2 separate regions of the Gossypium hirsutum genome follow, and region 2 is linked to region 1. The links are chromatin contacts, called in public Hi-C maps. All regions are on one chromosome and are shown on one strand. The core of a region is the stretch at or near the end of the contact, and the rest is flanking DNA. Distances in the headings are between cores, read along the strand shown.

Evidence for each region. Hi-C and Micro-C count contacts between places; a contact is called where the count stands out from the background.
Region 2: a contact with region 1 is called in a Hi-C map of leaf, with 2.1 times the contacts expected there. The contact joins the promoter of LOC107922242 here to the promoter of LOC107921221 in region 1. A contact is called at or near these places in 9 of 34 Hi-C or Micro-C datasets (callus, hypocotyl, leaf and 2 more).

The regions. Positions count from the first base shown.
Region 1 is chrD01:54,668,660-54,673,231 of Gossypium_hirsutum_v2.1, forward strand. LOC107921221 (thaumatin-like protein 1b) reads left to right here and starts at 2,414. Exons shown (of 4, transcript XM_041087431.1): 1 at 2,414-2,888; 2 at 2,968-3,661; 3 at 4,144-4,247; 4 at 4,368-4,572. The coding sequence starts at 2,828. It overlaps LOC107921222, which reads left to right and starts at 304. Exons shown (of 3, transcript XM_016851102.2): 1 at 304-438; 2 at 1,090-1,495; 3 at 1,573-2,305. The coding sequence starts at 1,090. The coding sequence ends at 2,078.
Region 2 is chrD01:54,862,160-54,866,731 of Gossypium_hirsutum_v2.1, forward strand. It overlaps LOC107922242 (CTL-like protein DDB_G0288717), which reads left to right and starts at 2,653. Exons shown (of 3, transcript XM_016852162.2): 1 at 2,653-4,007. The coding sequence starts at 2,935.

The DNA of each region.
Region 1 (4,572 bases), core at 1,164-3,663:
TTTTAATGAAATAATTTTTTTATCTTACAACTATTTGTACTTTTTTATAATTACATTTAAAAATAAAATATATTATATGGGTATAATTTAGATATATTCGTCTAGACAAATTTAAAATGTATTTTAAAAAATATCAATAAATTGAAACCGTAGACAAAATATCATAGGAACAAAATGAGTCAAACATTTAAACGGCTAAGATCAGGTGATTAACACGATAGAATAAACCGCAAAGTCTGACGTGGCGACAAGTGATTAAATCAGGAAGGTAGTTCAGCATTTATAAGCATAGTCCGGCGCCACATTTTGTTGTGCAACAACTCGTTTGGCTTCTTCTTTCTCTTTTTCCCACTTCCCATTTCACCGCTTCTTTCGTCGTTCTTAAACTTCCTTATTATGCCAACTTCCAGTTCTTGTCCCTGACTGCTTTCATCAAAGGTACTGTCAAAAGAAACCTACCATTATTCTCTGTTTGTTTCCTCAGAAAATGTGCCAAGAAAACCAAAGAGCCAATATGCTTCTTTTCTTTTTGCATTTTAAACATTTCTGAATTCCTTTTTCTGATATCCAACTGACTGATAGAAAGCTTTCTGTGTATATTCATTAGCAATTTGGTTTCTACTTCAATTCTATTGCTTGCTGTTTGTTGAAGGGAAACAGAGCGCTGTCAGTCTCTCACAAAGTTCTTTGTTTTCTTTTAAAGAGTTGTCACTCTTTTGAACAATTGGTGGTTGTGATTAAGCTATTGGTCGTATATGAAAAATTTAATCAAGGGTTGTAATCTGTGGTTTTCACTGCATTGATACACACAAAGTATCAAACCAGGGTTTAGTTTTGATGAGCTTGATGCTGGAACATTGTTTTCAGTTTTGTTACTAATCTTTGTCTATACGGATTTTAGCCCTTGAATATTCATATAACAGATATTGTAATCATGTGCTTGGTAAAATACACAAATTTTTTAGATGAGGTCATTTGAAATCCTAATGAACTATTTCCAAATCAGACTTGATTCAAAGCATGCCTCAGTAATCAGTATACAGCTCAATTCTTTGAGTCAATGGTTTATATTACTATTTCTTCATACAGATGTCAGCAACACAGGAAGGAGTTGTATGTAGGGCCAAAGCAGAATGGACTCCGTCTCGGGATGCATTTCTGGTTGAGCTTTTCATCGAGCAGCACAATTGTGGACGAACTGCATATAATGAATTCAAGAACGATGTTATTCGGTCTGTTACGCGTGATTTTAACAACAAGTTCGGCATGAATTTGGAAGAAAACCAAATAAAAAACCGTTACAATGTGATGAAAAAAGATTATGGCGTTGTTAAAACCCTACTCGGACATAATGGATTTGGTTGGGATGAAACTCGACAAATGGTGGTTGCTGATGACAAAGTTTGGGACAACTATATCGCGGTACGAAGTGAAGCAAGACCCTTCCGACGCAAGAGCTTTCCTCTCTATAAACAAATGTCTATCATATTTGAAGGTAATATTACTTTATTAGATTATGACTATTTGCCCATAGTTGCTTTCTAAAACAATCTTCTTTAACTTGCGGAGCAGGCGAAAGAACTACCGGCAAATCCATGCCGAACACGGCTCCAATTATAACTGAAGAGGGGAATAGCAACACAGAGACAGTTCGATCTTCAGAGCCAACTAATGTACCGACACAAGTGGTTGAGGGTACCCTTGATTCTGATTCGATAATTCGAATAAGTGACAAACAACCTAAGAAACGAAAGTCTGTGGCTCCAAGAGCTTCAGCTCATAAGAAAAAGGTCTGCTATGATGCTGGTGAGCCGATAGAGAACGCCATATACGAGATGTTTTCAGCTGTCAAGATGAGAGCTTTACAAAGAGATGCATCAAACGAGAGAACATTGTATCATAAGTGCCTGGAAGAGTTGCAGCATTTAGAAGAACTGGATGATGCTGAAGAACTGGATGATGCTGAGTTTACAAAGTCTGTCAATGTTCTCAAAGACGATAAAAACGCAATTGCATTCATGACAATTAAAGGGCCTCGGCGGTTGATTTGGTTGAGGTCTATATGGCAAGCATCGTGACCTGAGAATCGAAATAGATTAGAAACAATTGGCTCACTTCCACTCGCGAGTGTTATACCTCTTTTGTTGCAGATCCACTTCTGCTTGTGAGTACTGATACTCATATGCAACACCTGTTACCTTGTGGGTTAAGAAACTCGTTTCCTTCTTTATTTGGTCCATTTCGACACATAAATATCATCATTTCCGGTTGAAATTTTGAAACATTTTTACCTTGTAACTCTCCATTTTGAGCTTTCACTTTAGGAATCTCCACTATATTTGTATGCTTAAGCTTGAGTTTACGATAAGTTTACATCAAGCATTCGTTGCCAAAACAGGGCACTGAACTCTTCACCAGCCAATTGAACATTCCAAACAAGAACAGGGTTTGCTTGCTTGTTTATTTGGTCAAAGGCAGGCATTTCAAGTGTTAAACCATCACAAACCAGATTATATCAATGCTTCAGCGAAAAAAAGTTAGCATAAAGAAGGCCAATAAAATACAGTTTTCTGTACATATATACCTTTGCTTGAAAAGAAAGGAACGTGAAAATGCCCGGAACAACAAAGACAAAAACTTCGAGATTTGAGTATTTAACAAAATAACCCTAAACCAAAACCAAAAGCCTAAAGGCAAAAACCCCACAAACACATTCTGGAAGTCCCACTCTCCCTGCTATGTCCTCCAAGAAAAAGTAAAGTTCTCTAGTGTTTTTTGGCAATTGTTTAACTTCAAACTCCATTTTTTAATCTTTAAGTCATCAACAATGGATCGTCGTCATCTCTCTTCCACCTTTGTTTTGCTCCTCTTCATCTCCTTCTTCTCAGGTAAATAAAACCTTCAAAGACTCCATTTTTTTTTCTTTGCTCTGCAATCACTGACACAGACCCTTGTTTTCAATCGCAGAAGTGAATCCAGCTTCTTTCAAGATCGTCAACAAGTGCCGCCACACGATATGGCCGGGTTTTTTATCTGGCGCCAACACTGCTCATCTTACAACAACCGGCTTCGTTCTAAAACCCGGCAAATCAAGAACAGTGACAATACCAAAGTCTTGGTCCGGTCGACTCTGGGGTCGAACCCTTTGCGGCGTCGATTCCTCCCGTAAATTCGTTTGTCAAAGCGGCGATTGCGGCTCCGGCCAAATTGAATGTTCCGGAAATGGCGCCAAGCCGCCAGCCACTCTCGCGGAATTTACGTTAAATGGTGCCGGAGGATTAGACTTTTACGACGTCAGCTTAGTGGACGGCTACAATTTGCCGATGTTGATAGTGGTCAAGGGAGGTAAAGGCGGGAATTGTAGCGCCACAGGTTGCTTATTGGACCTCAACGGTGCTTGTCCATCTGAGTTACGCGTTGCGCGTCAAAATGGTGGTGGAGGCGTGGGGTGTAGGAGCGCGTGTGAAGCGTTCGGAGATCCCGAATACTGTTGCAGCGGGCCGTTCGGAACGCCTAACGTTTGTCGGCCATCCAGATACTCGTTGTTTTTCAAGCATGCTTGCCCACGCGCGTATAGCTATGCGTACGACGATACCACGAGTACGTACACGTGTGCCGGCGCTGATTACGTCATCATGTTCTGCCCTCCTCCTTATACCAGGTGAATTTCACCAACCAATCAACATTCCCCATCTTTAATGTTTTAGTTAAGTTTGCTTGCTTTGTAATTGTTACTTGTCGACTTCATGAGTGCCACGCTGTCATGTTCCAGAAAATTCGGCGTATTTTGTGGATGAAGTGCAGAGCGGTGACTTTGCGATGCTTCTTAAACATAATGGGTTTTAAAAAGTTGTTTCTTTTTCCAGATTATTAAATTCAATGCCATTATACATCGGAGATTCAATGATTGTCTGGTTAAAATTTATGAAAAAAACAGAACGAAAAGAAAAATAAAAGAGTAGTGCATAGTGTTTGTATTTGGGAAAAAGGAACCTTGATACAGCTGGATCTTGGAGGCCTTCTAGTTGTTGTTCATGTGCTATAACTGGATCTTACATGGATGGTTTGTCTTTTTTCATATGTCGTATGGCAGCCATTTTGTAGACCAAGTATTGATTAGTGTTTGATGGATAATTTTTGCAGTCAGAAAGTGTTTGGTGCAAGGAAGGATGGAGCGCTGCTACCGCTTGTAAATAAGAGTATGATATACATATCCAGCCTACATGCAAATGGGGCATCACTATCAGGTCTGCTCCAACTGCAATCTACTGTCCCTGCAGCCTCTTTTACAATGGCTATTTTCCTCTTTTGGCAACTTATTTTAACTTTGTGACTAACATTTGGCCTGGACACTTCCAGGCAAGTAGTAGCAAGGACTAGCTCAACTGAAGGGAGACATTCTATACGCTGGATTAAAATGAGCGGCAACATAAATTTGCATATTGCCTACAGATATTGGGATTTCACGTTTGCCACACAAATATTGTACACATTTTGTTTTTATACTGATACACAAAAGGTTTCCAAGTTTTTACTGTCAAATGAATATCAAGGTTTAAATTCAACATATCC
Region 2 (4,572 bases), core at 1,403-3,902, 190 kb after region 1:
ATAATACATAGGTAATAAAAAAAATTTCATGTTATTATACTAGTAACCAAACAAGGCATAAATATTTTGTTTTAATCATAAAATACAAATTTAATTTTGACATCTCAAGACAAATAATTTATTTGGCCCTCCAACTTTACAAAAAAAAATTAGTCCTTCACTTAATTTTGCGTCTCTTTTAGCCATTGAACTTGTATTGTTTGTCAAATCACCCCAAAATAGATGGAAAAATTAACGTATGTTAACTTTATTGACGTGACATATACGTGGATGGCACATGCAATTAACTAATTTTTAAATATTCAAAAATTCAGAAAAAAATTATAAAAACTAAAAAATAAATTATTAACATTATTAAAAAGTATAAAAATGATTAAAATATATATTTTTAATTCTAAAAATAATAATTAACTATTGATGTCGTGACATACATATGTATGTCATATCAACAAAATTAACAAATGTTAATTTTTTCATCCATTTTGAGGTGATTTTGGCAAACAAAACAAGTTCAAGGGCTAAAAGAAGTGAAAAATTAAAGGCATAATTGCATAAAATGCCCTCAACGTTTATGGGTTTTTGGGTTTGAGCCCTTAACCTTTTTTAATTGGCACCTTCAATGTTACGATTTTTTTTGACATAGCCTATGTAGTATGCCACATAAGCACAATGTCATAGATGATGTCTTCAAAACAATTTTTTTTTCATTTTTTTTCATTTTCTTTCTTTCTCTCTTCCCCTTTAACTGTTGTTACAATAAAACATGTTTTTTCAACGCTTTCCCAGATTTTGTCTCTTTCCAAACACATCTTTAGTGTTTTTCTCTCTTTCCAGATTTTCTCAACGCCTCCATGAGTTATTAGTTTTTTTTTCTAATCAACACATCTTTATTAATAAAATGGCATATAACAAACATCCAAAAGAGCATGCAAACTAATGAAATCCATTAAAACATAATATAGATACATATATATTTATATTTATATGCACACCACCATTTTCTTCAGTTTCTCACCAGCCAAATGGAATAAAACGAATCCCTACAACAAAAAGAAGCTAACTTTCTAGTGTTTTAACAAAAATTCAGCAAATTCCACATCCCATTTTATACTAATTGAGCTAGATCTATCAACTTTAACCTCCAAAATTCAGCTTTTAAACCTTCCACAATCCTATTTGTTTCTGGAAAAAAAACAGAGAAAGAAAGAAAAAGATCAAAGTTCTGGGAATTACCATAATCATCTTCATCAAGAAAATTAAAGGAATGGTGATCACAATTGTAAGTAAACTTGTTGTTGGAAGAAGTGAGTTTCTGCAAACACTAAGCTGCGATTGCTGGGAAATTCCTAGTGAACTCAGTGTATTCAGCCAAGATCGTTGTTCCTCGAGCAATGAAGCTATAAATAAACGCTTCCTGATTCATTCTTTTTCTCTCTTGAGTTAAATTCAGTTAGCTCACAAGTTAATCACAGAGACTGAACAGAGAAAGACAATGAAACTTTTCTTGTTCTACTACTTCAACGTTAATGTTTCCTTTTTCATTTTTTTAAGATTGAGTCTGCCATTTCTTTGTTTGTTTCAAAAATAATTTTGTGTGAGTTTAATCATCTTTTGTAATTTATTAATTTCTATTCTTTATTTTTTGAAATATGTATTTTCAATTTGAATTTGGGTGTTTGGAAAGAGAGAAAATTTGGGAAAACGTTGAGAAAAAAATGTTTTATTGGAGCAACAATGAGAAGGGAAGAGAGAAAGAAAGAATATGGGAAAGAAAATTGTTTTGATGATGTCATCTATAACATTGTGCTAATGTGACATGACACATAGGTTATTTCGTTAACTTGTCATTTGATTGACGGTTAACTCACGTTTACCGTTAAAATTAGACTAATTTTTAAAAAATCGTAATATTGAGGATGTCAATAAAAAAAGGGATTAAGGGCCCAAACCTAAAAATCTATAAACGTTGAGGGTATTTTATGCAATTAGGTCAAAATTAAATAAAATACTAAAATAATTTTTTTTATAAAATTAGAGAATCAAATATATATAAAACTATATTCTTTACAACCGATAATGATAACTTAATTATTATTAGTTGAGAAAATTTAGCATGTCTACTCTATAACATTTTGTCGTACTACTTTTAGTTGAGAAAATATAACATTTTGTGTAATAATATTTTTCATACTTTAAATAATAAGATTTTATATTTGAGTTAAATAAATGAAATAAAAAATATAATATATTTGATAATGTATTAAGTAAAGATAATTTTATGTTATGGTAAATCACCAAGTAGGTATAATCTTTCCCTTAGATCACAAGAAAAAAAGGATTGATCTAAGAGTGACAAAATCTGTCATAAATTACCACTTTAATACTAAAATTAACAAGATGAAAAAACAAAAATGGATTGAACGCCTTTGTTGTTGCTTTTTGATACCATGAATCGTGGTCATCAACTCCAACTACTTCATTATGTACACTTGTTAAATTCACTTAGTGTTTTTCTAATAATTAAAAATATATTATTGAAATTTAATTATAATTATTTAAAAAAAACTATATTTCTTTGACATTTTTAAGTAATAGTTCACCCGAAAATAATGGACTTATCTCATATTTATTTTAGTAATGAATAGTTCCACGTGGCACTTCAACAGTTCCGTTCCACCACGACCAAACGGTCCAAACCCACTCATCTTCTTCTCCAGCTCTCAGTTTAGTAATTCGGCTTCCATTCCATGAACAAACAGTCAAACAAAAACCCCCAAATAAATTTAAAATTAAATAAATCCCCCCAAAAAGTACTAAAACGAACAAAACAATAATTATTGAAAGCCAAAGTCCTAAAATTTCTTCTTGCTAATCAGATAAAACGTCTCTCCCCACGGTTGTTTTGTTTTCTCCGTCCCTTGATTCGTCGCTGCGATGGGCAGCACGGAAGAAGATACCACCACTTCCAAACCCACATCTCTATACGACGCCGCTTCCTCCACCGAACCTCTCCTCTTCAAACCCACCACCGGCTCTGCCTACCCATCTCCTCCAATCGAAGAACCACCTCAATCCGGCCCCTCCGAATCCGACCCAACTCAGTCCCTCCAGATCTCTTTCAATTACGGGCCCAGACCTTTCAAAGACCTCCCTTTCCTCATCCTCTTCCTTCTCTTCGTCCTCTGCACTTTCGCTTTCGGTATTTTCTCAATCTTCCATCGAAACGGCAACTACTCCAACGTTTCGGCCTTCACCTACGATTCCAATTCCACTTCGTGCGTTCAAGATACTTCCTTTTTATCAAGTCAATTATGGGTCTCTGAAACTTCATTTTTTGCGTTGTCAAGTTCCAGTCTTTGGACGTATTTAGTATGGACCCTTGTGATAACTTCAGTTTTAAGTGTACCCATATGTTTGCTTTTGCTTTTATTACTCAAACACTACACCAAGCAGATCGTTTATGTCTTGCTTCCTTTCTTTATAATCATGCCGGTTTTCTTTGATGTTTATTGGTTCGTTGCTTGTACCTTGAGCTCTTCTTGTAGTGATGCTTTCCCTTTGGTCTATAGAATTCTGGTGCTTATTTTCATTTTGTTAATAGTTGGGGTTATTGTTTGGATCATTGTGGCTAATTGGCATCGGATCGAGTTGACTGTGAGGATTATCGGGGTTGCTTCCGATGCGCTTTCGAGGAATTTAGGGTTGTTTTTGGTGATACCGTTGTTGACCGTTGGATTGTTGGCTTATTATGCGTCAATTGTTGTGTTCTTGGTGTTTTCTAGGTTTAATGGGAAAATTGTGGCTAAAGAATCGAATGGGGAGTATACTTGTGTTTGGAAACAAGATAGCTGGGTGCCTGCTTATTTTACATTGGCTATTTTGACAATGTTGTGGTCCTTGACCAGTATGGTGGAAGCTCAGGTTTATGTTACCAGTGGCACCATTGCTCAGTGGTACTTCTCCAAAGATGATACGAAACCTCACCGGAGCATAAGGAGATCTTTGAGGTAACTTGCTACTGTTTTTAGCTTTTCTGAATAAAGATCTTTGCATTTCAATATATTATTATAGATGATTTGTGCTTCTTTGTGAGGGTAGTTCAAACTAAGCTTGAATTGGAACTTATATTTTTGTGTTTCTGAGTGGCTGCTTTGAACTTTGGATGCATGCTTACATTATGAATACCTGACTGTTTAAATAGATTAATTATCAAAGATTATGATCTTGGTGATAAAGCTTAGGATAATTGTAATGGCACATAGTTGATAACATCGATTTTAGTATGGTTGATAGCTGCATGATGTATATGAGTATAGTATTTGTACTTGAGTATGGAAGATCACAATCGTGATAATTCACTTTGGTTTGGACTTGTGGATTCAATTTGACAACATTGTTTTGCATTTGATTGAATGGAGTGAAGAATGGTCAACGATCTTGTTCCTAACAACAACTCAGAGTGTGTTCCTCTCCTCCTGGTGTTTCTTGGAATGGACTTTTATGTTAGTATATGAAATTCATTTAGTTCCTTTATGCATCTCTATAGAGGGCTAGATTGCCATGAAAAGAGAG